Regions from separate parts of the Mus musculus genome. Here region 1 is linked to region 2. Evidence: chromatin contacts called from public promoter capture Hi-C data. All regions are on one chromosome and are shown on one strand. The core of a region is the stretch at or near the end of the contact, and the rest is flanking DNA. Distances in the headings are between cores, read along the strand shown.

Region 1 (6,073 bases), core at 795-3,294, about 12 Mb after region 2:
GAATGAAATTATATTGATTTCTTCGACCATATGGCAGAAAAGAACTTCCGTATGGGCACTCAATCAACCCTGGTTCATCTGGAAATCAGCAAACTGGATTAAAATTGTAATTGACATGAAAATGTTTGATGTTTTTGAAGAGTGGCTTTTTTTCCTGAGCTGGCAGAACACACAGTTTCTTGAACTCTCTTTTTTTCAAGGCCTGTACAAACTGATCTAACTTAACTGATTAATAAGTTGAACTCAATGCCAAATATATCAAGTTTTTCCAAGTATCACCTGGTCAGTTTACATTGGTTCCTCCTAATCTATATAATTTTCCTTTTTTTAGGCCTTGTAAGTTAACATTTTACTTCCTTGAAACTTCAGTTTATTTTATACTAATTTAGTACTTATATTTTGTTGGAGACATTTTAATGGGATTCTACTTCACTGAAAGTTGTCATTTCATAATATTTTCACGAAGTTATTCTTATCTCATGAACTCAAACTATATTCATTTTCAAGTGGCACCATGATACACATCAATATTACCTCTTGTATACCAAAGGCAACACTGAAATTAGTCTCAACAAAACCTTAAAGGGATATTTAAAGAAAAAGTATTTAGTTTTTGAGCTACATTTAAGACGCTTATGCTCAGATTTTTCTATTTTCATTACATTTCTGACAAGCATTACATATATATGTATATATAATGTATTATATATATACATACATATATAGTCAATACACATGTACAGTATAAACAAGTTCCATTTTTTCCTAACATCAGTACATGCATCAGCATTTATTAGTTTAGGCAATATTCAACTGTATTTGTGAGCATCTATCATTTGTTTCAGTCAGAGTAAGTTTCTTTTCCTTCAGGTTAGCAAAACTTTCAAATTTCTAAATTCTAACCTGAAAAGGGCGTTAGAGAATCTTAAGTCGGCTTTTTAATAATGAGGCCAAAAGTAGAAATGATAAGTTTGCGCAACCACAAACTCATTCAAATTTGTAGTCCAACGGATGATCATTAAAGCTATGTTTGAACAGGATCAGTACAACTTTTCCTCTGTAGGAGAGGCTGGAGCTATGGTTTAGTATCAAGAAGTTGTTGTGATCTTGTACCCGAGTTTTCAAGTCTTCACTGTCCTTTGAAGTGTAGCACTAGCAGGGCATCTTTTTTTTGTTTGTTTTGTTTTTCGAGACAGGGTTTCTCTGTGTAGCCCTGGCTGTCCTGGAACTCACTCTGTAGAACAGGCTGGCCTTGAATTCAAGAAATCCGCGTGCTTCTGCCTCCCGAGTGCTGGGATTAAAGGTGTGCGCCACCACGCCCGGCCACTAGCAGGGCATCTTAAGCTATACTCATTTGTTTTATTTGGAATAGGTCATGGGACAGTTTACCTTGTTACAAGGTCAGGCTGGCAGGCTTCTTCTCTGGTTATGTGGGGCCCGCCAGGTGGCCTCAAGGACTAGTCTGGCCTATGAAGTTTCCAGTTTCAACTGGTAAGGATTTTGAGATTAACTACCACACCTAACGCTTGGCCAAACTGATGGCACTTTGATTTTAGAAACTTAACTGGACCCTGGCTACAGGCATTCCAGCACGCACGTCCCTATCAATTCCATTCAGAATTAAGAATCACGCTAGAATCCCAACACTGGGACAGGAACGGAAACCCACTCCTCCGCTTCAGTCAGAGGACCGCGCCAGCTGAGGTTCCTCAGGCGGTCAGCAGCGAGGGACGCGGTGGCCAGGCCTCGGGGATGACCGCTGCTCTGGACCTCAGTCCGCGTTTCTTCAGAGTGGCAGGAGAGGGAGCGCGCGCCGAGGAAATCCCCAGATCGGCCACACCCCGCCTCCGCAGACGCCAAGCCCGCCCACCATCCGCACACCGGAAGTGTACAGGGAGGACCCGCCACGTCCCAGGCGCCCGCTGACGTCAGCGCGCCGACGTCACGTGCCGACCTTCCGGCGATGGGTGGTCCCGGGCGTAGGTGGGGAGGCGGGGCGGGGGCGGGGCTCGTGGCCAGCCCAGGCTGTGCAGGGTAGGTGGGCGCAGACCGAGCGACTACGGGTCGGGGCTGGGCTCAGCGCGCTGCGAACAAAGGAGTCTGCGGCGGTTCCCGGCTCCGCGGAGGACCAAAGCTTCGCTGGACTCTTGAGGCTCCGCGGCTCCGGATCGGCTTCCCCTCGGTTCCACCGCGGGCGCCGCGGCACCTGCCGCCGAGTGCTGCCCAGGAAGTCTGTCCCGTCCGGGGCTCATGATGGGGCTGATCTTCGCTAAACTGTGGAGCCTTTTTTGTAACCAAGGTGAGGCCGGCGGGAGGGTGGACGCGGCGCTGGCAAGTCCAGATTGAGATCTGGATAGGGTTCGGGGTAGAACTCGGATCTGGGGACCCGGAGCCCGGGCAGGGGACGCACCCGATGGCCAGGAATCCCACGCGTGTGCAGCTTTTAGCCAACCAAGGTGAAAACATATTCCTGCAATCTGTTTGCGGGCCTTTCCGGTCTCAGCGAACCATCTTTTAGGTCTGATTAGCCCCAAGAAAGTGTCTCCCCGAGAACCCAAAACTTTCCGTTTGTTTAACACGAAACAGGAGTTTTGCACTGTTTACCTTCCTCTTGTCTATGCCAATGCACCTTCACGTTGTCTGACTTGGCTCTGATTTCTGTTCGTCAAGACTTAGAATGAGTGAGTATTCAGGTGCACGGGTTTCTGAAATTTTTACACATACACACAGCTTCCCCTCCTCCCCGTAGGCGTGAAAAAAAAAATCTAAATGCTCTCGGTTATGTGTAAGATGTTACGTGGCCGTAATTATTCTAGAACAGGTCATGAATTACCTAGAAGTTGTAAAACCTGTTCCGAGGCAGAATAAGCAATGCTGTCTTGAGAAGAGTCACTACTAGACAGAAAGGGGTCCAATGATAAAGTCTTCGTCTTTCTTGTAACAGAATGGTTTCTGAGTATTAAGACCAAATTTTGTTCCCATTTGTTTCATTTTGTAGGGCATGATTTATAAACTACTTTTGTTTTTATGAAGGTACCAAGTCTTTGCCATTATTAAGGTCCTTTGTTTTGTGGATTTAAACCGTGAAATCATTTTGAATGGCATTAATTCACTTGTTCTGAACGCTGATTTTTAAAAAGCCCCTTTCAAGCTTATGAATACATGCAAGCACACTGGCACATGTGTGTGTATGCAAGTACCACAGATAAATACTCCCTTTTAAGTGACTTTGGAGTGTCCAAACTGAAGCTCCCGGCGATGTTTCTCAGTAATGTCATGCACTATTTTTCAGCAACTTAACATTTTCTAATGATTGTAAAAGTACTATGTCAAGAACAATTTCAACATATAATTAAATATATATTGATTACACAATTAAATTTGTGTAAATAAAAATGAATTACGCAATATTACCTTTTATCAACCCCCCCCCCCCCACACACACACCTTAGCAATAAAAATGATCAGAGTGTTGGTTCTCCCTTTATAGTAGGTTATTGCTGCTATCCCTGTTCATTAGAGGATTCCGTATTCAGACTGGAATGGGGCTGGGGAGATGAAAAGGGCAGTCATTGAAGATGATGGAAGCCTTCATGTGCCCTGTGCCTGCCTTTACATAATTGTTTGGTTTTTCTAGAGCCATCTTAGAATTTCTTTATCTTTCCTGCTGAAATGTAGAGACAGGTGCTTGTATCACTGTGTTCTCTGTGCTCATGATTAATTTCTTCTAGTGGGAAAACCAGTCCTTCAGATTAGACCCAGTTAGCTACAGAGATCCAGAACAGAATCTGTGCTCATAGAACACTCAAGAGTTAGTGTAGGAAATTGTTTGCCGAAATGTGCAGACATTTGTAAGTGTGGACTGATGGTGCCAGGGAGTGATCCTTCTCAGGTGGTTTGCAGAAGCCTTTCAGGGTAAGGTGTACACAGACTCAATGAGGAATAGGAGTTTGGGTTGAATGTAGACAGAGTAGAATCCGGCATATTGGTGTAGGCAGATGAACTGCTGCTTGAAAAGAGGTACGTTGGATACACTTAAAGAAATTGAACATGGTTTAATTACTGTTTGTTTGATGAGATTGCAGAAGTAACCAGGAAATTAGATCACCAAGGGTCTTTCTTACATGCTGACCAAGGCAGTAAGCAGTAGGGACCCATGAAGGGTTTGGTCATTAGGTATTTTCCTGATGGGGAATAATGAGATCGGACTCATACAATAGTCTGGAATTTTTGTTTTCTGTAGCAACAAATTAAGTACCAGTGTTGGCATCTTTCTCACCATTGCTCATTTCAGTTATTCAATGGTGCCCAGGTAGAGTTAGCATTGGAATAATATGTCCAAGTCTTCACTCTACCTGTTAAGTGAGAGTGAGGTGGTCTGGAAGCCAGTGGGGTGATGGTTGTCAGAGAACTGACAGCAACCTACAGGCTCTTTCCCTTATCTGTCATTCAGTATGTCCTCACTCTTGCCTCAGTTTTTTAAAGAGCTCTAAGCATCCTTTTATGTGTGATATCTTCCTGGGGATAAGTTACAAAGCTCTGCATTGTCTAATGGAACTTTGTAGTCTTTCATTTTGTAATAGAAGGCTGATAAATTATCACAGGTGGAGCTAACCTATGGTTGTCCGTGTGTTCTTTTTTTTGTTTTTGTTCTTGTTGTTTTTTTTTGTTTTTGTTTTCTCGAAACAGGGTTTCTCTGTGTAGCCCTGGCTGTCCTGGAACTCACTCTGTAGACCAGGCTGGCCTCGAAGTCAGAAATCCACCTGCCTCTGCCTCCTGAGTGCTGGGACTAAAGTCATGCGCCACCAATGCCCGGCACCATGTGTTCTTATAGAATACTTGCTTGCCTATATGGGGACTGCGTGTTTTGGCTCTCCTCTTAACGCTTCCAAGATTTCTTATTTTTTCCTTTTTTTTTTTAAACTTGATTTTTAAAAGTTCTCTACCTTGCATTGGCCTGGTCTTTATCTCTCTTTGTTGTGACTGTATACACTATCGGTCAGCTTTTCTCTTCGACAGAAGGACAGATGACATAAAGCTTTAATTGTAGTTCATTTTCACAACCAAAAATCAGCAACTTATTTATTCTGGCACCTAAATCATTTCTTCCTCACAGCAGATTTTTTGTTGTCCCCTGGGGCCCTCTCAGCTGTTGATGAGTATAACTTTGCCTGCTGGCTGTTGTCTTAATCGTTTCCTTTGGACTAATTCTGCTCTTAATTCAAGGCTTTTGCTGATTTCCTAGGCATCCAACAAAACCTGTGCCCTGTCCCCTAGAGTGTGTTTGTTCCCTACTTTTGAAAAGTCCGTCCTTGATTTCCTTCAGATTTCCGATCCAGACTCACTAGGTAGAGTCGTTTTTTCCATAGATGCCCAGGAGCAGCTTTTGCCCTAGTACCAACTCTCTGTGTAATTGCTGGTATCTGGGTAATGCTTATCTCTGTTTATAGTTGTATTGTAAATTTCTTGGTCATTTGACTCACTCAGTAGAAATAATCTCCTTGAGGTGTGAACTTTTTTTATTCACTGCTTTATTCACAGTATCTGGCAAAATGTTTTTATTCCACGTGCTAGGTCTTGGCTTTATTTTATTCAGCATAAAGTGCTGTACCACAGTAACATATGCATTCTACTTTATCATACAGCTCGCTGGGAATTTGAGCCATGATCATCTATCCCTCTGACAGGAGGAGGAGACAGTTACATGCCTCTTTTTTCCTCCCTGCATAGCAGTGCTTCGGACCTTCGGTTTGTTCTCCACTGAGTTTTCATTAGTGTGATATTAAAATTTGGTTCTGTGGAGCCAGTTTGCTCTAATTGTCTTACTGCTTTCCCTTCATTTTGTTCCTAGAGTAAAAATGGCATCGTCTTGGTTTTCTTTGTGCATTGGCTGAGAGGTTTTGTAGGCCTAAGCTCGGCTCTTTAACAGTTTTTCCATCTTGCACCTAGCAGATGCTGTGTCTTTTTCCTCCTTTTGGAATTCTTAGTACATAGCTGTTCCGGGTTTCTCTTTGTTAACATTTTCTGTACTTATCTCTCCCTTTAAAAGTATACAAATTCAGGCAAGCACAGT
Region 2 (5,316 bases), core at 2,007-4,506:
TACACAAAAGTAGACCGGTATTTCCCACAGTCTGACCAGAAGATGTAACCAAGGAGTTGCTTAATGGGTATAGAGGTGTAGTTCAGCAAGGGGAAATGTTCTACGTATTGGTGGTGTGAAATGAAACCAACCTATATGCTTACAAAATGTTTGACAGTAAGTTCTACACTGCATATTTTATGACGCTTAAAAATATACTTTAAGCCGGGCGTGGTGGCGCATGCCTTTAATCCCAGCACTCGGGAGGCAGAGGCAGGTGAATTTCTGAGTTCGAGGCCAGCCTGGTCTACAGAGTGAGTTCCAGGACAGCCAGGGCTATACAGAGAAACCCTGTCTCGAAAAACCAAAAAAAAAAAATATATATATATATATATATATATATATATACTTTAAAAAGAAGTGAACAAGATCAACAACACAATCTTGTACTTGTATTCCATAAAAAGATAAGCCAAGCAGAAGGAGAAAGTCCCACGGGACACTTTTAACACACTGGCAAACACTCTGCACAAGTGTTTTCCCCTCAACTTGGATTTCATCTTCCCGACACTGCCACTTGGCTCTGACTCCTGGATGAAGCCAGAGAGAGACAGAAAGCCCTTTGGAGGCGAGGTGAGTTTCTGCACATGATGATAGAATTTAGGACTCCTCCGGGGCTGGCCACAAACTTCTCTCTCCTGTAAAAGATTAATATTCTGCAGAGAAGCATTTGGATTATATAAGGCTTCAATCTAACACTGTGCAAATGTCTGGCCCTGTTCCTTTGCATTCTGCAGAACAATGTTCCCTGCTTGTCATTATTTTCTGATGTTTACTGAATTCTAATGTCCTCTCTTCAATTTCTCCAGAATTATTTGCTTTCTTGATTTTTTTTTTTTTTTTGGTTTCTTAGGTAATGTTTGTTGAAAGTTAAAATAAATAAATGTGTGCTGTATTTCCTTTGCCTTGGGAGTTTGAAAAATGCTTGAACATGTTATAGACATGGGTTGCTCTGAGCTCAGAGAGCACCTGACTCTTGTGTCTCAGGATAAGAAACTGCACTGGGGAACACACGGTTAGAAATAGTTACTTTACTAAGAAAGAAATGGCACTCCTGAGAAACAGAGTGGGTTAGTGGGCTGAGGGAAGGGCCTCAAAAGACTATGCCATAAGACACAGGAACCTTCACAGGACATTCAGAAAGCACCAGTCTCTCACACATTTGAATACAATGTGCTTATAATGTGTTTTTCTATTCTGTGCTATGTGGACTGAGGGTAGGGGGTGGGAGGGAAGGCTTCCATGTTTTCTTTGCCTATTGGCTTCCTTTATATGTTAATCTTGATATTGATTTCCCCAGTCTCTATTGTCTTGCCACCAAGCCCTCTGACAGGTTAAAATGACTGACTTCATACCTCCTGGTTAGGTCTCTGTTGACAGGTTAATTATTCAGCTATATTCAGTTTATGAAGATGAGGGTCAGGAACCTTAGTCATCTCTGCCTGCCTTTATCCTAAAGTCTGAACCTAGAGGCCACATTTGACCTTGTCTGAGAAATAGTTGCAATTGTTAAGCACAGAAGTGCATTTTCTCCATCTTTGGGTCCCACTTACACTTCCTCCAAGAAGGTCAGACAAATGTTGGGCTTTGAAATTGCTCTGCAAGTTTTGTCTCTAGGTCATTCGAGCTCATTGCATGTTAACCACATAGTCATGTGTGTGTGTGTGTGTGTGCACTTGTGTGCGTGTTTGGGGGGAGATTTGCTTTACACTAAAATTTTCAGGTGGCTTTTAGGGAGTTTTCCCCTCGTTACAGAGTTTGGGTAACTTTCTCAGCAACTGCCTTTGTAAAACCGCCTCACAGTCTTCTGGTGGTCTGGCAGGATCTTTGAAAAATCCCTGTCTCTGGAATGCAACCGAGTGCCTGCTGTGGGAAGTATTTAACAGCAATATGGATTTCACCTTTGCCTTATCTGGTACACCCAGGAGATTCTCTTTCCTCTATCCCCCAGTCCTTTATTTTCCCTGAGAGGAGTCTGTTGTTGCTCAAGATGTCCTTGAACTCTGTATGCAGTGGATGCTGGCCTCAAAGAACTCCTCATTTTGACCTCCGGGACTTTTTACATCCAGGACTGCTGGGATAACAGGCATGGGCCACCATGCTTGGCTTTCTTCCTCTCCTGTTTCCTGATGGAGGACGATTTCAACACTGCCCATACAGGTTTCCTTGGTGGTCTAGGTCATGACCTTCACTTAGGAGAGAGCCGACAGACTTGCCTAAAACGACCCAATCCCCCTAATCTGGGTGTCTTCATGTTTCACAAAATGTTCATTCTGTTCTCAGCCGAACCCATCTAGACAAAAACATGCAAGCAAAAGAAAAAAACCAACCAAACAAACAAAAACCCCAGTCAACCAAACAAAAACCAACTCCAGTCATTTTCTGTTGAGGACTCTGAGGCTGCTTGCAGCGGGGAGGTGGGGAGGGCGGAGCTTTGGCTCGATAAGCATTAGATACTAAAATGTGAAATGGAAAATTTTGAAGAACATGTGGAAGAGGAGGCAGGGAGAGCTTTAGGGAATCGCAGGCCTGAGTGAAAAAAAAAATCCCTGCAGAAGTCGAGAGCGCTGAGGCACACAGACATATAGAATCTGTAGGCAGTGGTCGCAAAGGCTGCCGCGCAGCCCTGCAATCCAGCCTGCAGTGACCAGGTCTAGCCTTGGAGCCACAAACGCATCCTCATTCAGGCCACGCCCCAAGCCCAAAAGCCTCGGCCTCCGGCTCCCGCTCCGGCTCCACCATTCCCCCACCGCCCCACCTCACAGCTTTAGACTGAGGAAGGGCCGGCCTCGTGCTTTCGCCCTTCTGCTGGCTGAGGTGGGCGGGGCCGTGCCCGCTGAGGAGGCCCGAGCGGGCGAGCGAGGTGGGCGGGGCAGTGCTGGCGGAGTGGAGCCGAAGCGGAAGGCGAGGTGGGCGGAGCCTCGCTAGCCCAGGCGGAAACGGGACCACGAGAGGAGCCGGTCTTCACCCGCTAAAATAGGCGGAAGTGGGAAGGCGAGGTAGGCGGGGCCTCGACTGCCTAAGTGGGAGAACTGATGAAGTGGGCGGGTGTAGGCACGCAATGTGGGCGGGGCCCGCCCTGACTGAGGCGGGCGGGACTGCATAGACAGGCGGGAGCCTCAAGGGAGTGGGCGGGGCCGGGCCGGCTGTGATGGGCGTGACCGGGGGGTGGGCGGGGCCGCAGACTCGAGACTCGGTGCCCGAGGGTGGGCGGCACTAGAGGGAGCTGCGGCCGCGCCCGCCCTGTCGCGCCTTGCTTGCTGCTCGGAGCGCCGCCTCCCCAGCCGTTCGGAGCCGCCGCGATGGCGGAGGACAGCGAGTCTGCGGCCAGCCAGCAGAGCCTAGAGCTGGACGACCAGGACACGTGCGGAATAGACGGAGACAATGAGGAGGAGACCGAACACGCCAAAGGGTAGGAGGTGGCGCGCGGGCGCGACAGGGCGGGGACCGCGCGCACCTCAGGGCTCCCGCGCCCGCTCGTGGCGTGCGGGAGCCCCTAGACCGGAGGCTCCGTTTGGCGGTGTCCTCATCCCGAGACCATTGTGAGGTGCAGGTCTCCCAGCTCTCGGGGAGCACGCAGTGGTGGGCGAGGGCTGAGGTGGGCGGGGAGACTGCGACTCGGGCCCGGGAACCCGCGACGCGACAGTCACCTGCCGCGCGCCCCCGCTGGCTTGGCCTCACCCTACCACGGCGAGTGGTTCGGGTGGGAACTTAGCAAGGACGCAAGGCCCTTCCCTTTGCGGTGGCGGCGTCTTGGACCGGCGAGGCGAGGGAGATGCAAGTCGTTCCACTTGTGCCTTGGCATCCTTCTAGTTCTTTCGCGCCCCCCCCCCCCAGCCGCCACTAACCCCCTGTAGAGAGGAAACCCGCAGAGCCGGCGGTGGGGGTGGGATAGGGATGCGCCTCTGGCGGTCTCGGCTGCTGGCGACGAACTGCGCAAAGTTCTGCCTCCCAGGCCGGGAAAGGGGCGCCGAGACCGGGAGAGGGGGAGGGAGACAGGTCTCAGCCGACGCCTGAGGGCGTTCAGCTTTGCGGCCTCTGAGCGTGCCCTCAGAGCTTTCTAGAGCAGAGCTGACGGGTGAACGGAGTTCCCGCGGCCCCGACCTTGCCCCTCCTGCAAAACTGGTGTCTGATCTCCAAAGCCAAATGCACCAAGTACTTTAACATTTGATCGGTTTCTCAATCTATGCTGCCCTCTTTTCTCCCCTACAGACTTGATTTTTTTTTCTTCGAGAAAAGACTGCTTCTGGTTAAGGCTGGTATTGAAGTTCTGTTTTAGAGGCGGGGTTTGGAGGATCATTTTAAATAAAGACCGGTGTCCCTTTGTAGGTGCTGTTTGCCTCAGCCTTTTACCCTGTTGGATTCAAACTATGCGCTGGCACAGACTGTTACTGCTGCCCCTTAGAAGTGAGATTCTGCGAACCATGGTGACTGGAGAAGTGGGTCAGCCTAAAAACACGATAGGGAAGCCTGAGTCACAGATGGCTTATTTATTCAGTTCATGGAGAGTCTTTAAAGTATTTGTATTTTATTTCAACGTTTACTTTAAGCTTTAAGAAAGGAGGCTGTATTGATCTTGAATACGTTATCAGATATTAAATGACAAATGTCAAAAAAGAAAAGCTGACTACATATATCTCCCTTTGGCATGTTGCTTTTTAAGGTTTTCAGCGAACAGTTCAGTGGCAGCTGCAAGTACTGAATGTTATCATTCAAGTCTAGATTTTTTTTAAGCCCAGAGAGGCAATTCTTCAGAAATCTTAGCCTGAGTTCTGTTTATGAGTAATAGAAATTTGCCTGTGATAGCTAAATATGAGTGTATTTTTGAAACACTAGCCGTCTTGCCAGAAGTGGGTCCATATGCACGCCAGTGGATAGATAACTCAAGGAACTTCAGCACCCGTAGGTTATCTTTCTGGGGAGACCCTGGACTTATCTCTCTTCAAGTTATATTGTTCTGTGTGATTGGTATGCTAGGGTGGGGGTTTAAATCAAGCTTCCTTCCTTACAAAGTCCAGGATACCCTTGGTACAAAGACATACTCTTCTCTGCAACCACTGATCTGGAATTGTTTGATGCCTTGCTATAGGTAGGCTGTTTGAAGTTCCCATAAGAGCATCCACAGGCATTTTGGGCCCAGTTAAGAGGTTTCCAGATTTATTACACATCAGCACATTAATTATATATTAGGATGCTTAATCAAAATTTAGAGCTGCCCAGTAGATTGGGCTGTTTTAACCAAGAGTAGGCAACATGATAACTTATAGTTTAAAAAAT

Evidence for each region. Promoter capture Hi-C pulls out the DNA fragments that hold promoters and counts their contacts.
Region 1: a contact with region 2 is called in a promoter capture Hi-C map of pre-B cells. The contact joins the promoter of Arl5b here to the promoter of Nmt2 in region 2. A contact is called at or near these places in 1 of 39 promoter capture datasets (pre-B cells) and 1 of 484 Hi-C or Micro-C datasets (regulatory T cells).

Annotation. Positions count from the first base shown.
Region 1 is chr2:15,053,276-15,059,348 of GRCm38.p6, forward strand. Arl5b (ADP-ribosylation factor-like 5B) reads left to right here and starts at 2,045. Exons shown (of 6, transcript NM_029466.5): 1 at 2,045-2,299. The coding sequence starts at 2,254. It also overlaps a transcript of Nsun6 not described here.
Region 2 is chr2:3,280,956-3,286,271 of GRCm38.p6, forward strand. It overlaps Nmt2 (N-myristoyltransferase 2), which reads left to right and starts at 3,257. Exons shown (of 14, transcript NM_008708.2): 1 at 3,257-3,451. The coding sequence starts at 3,342.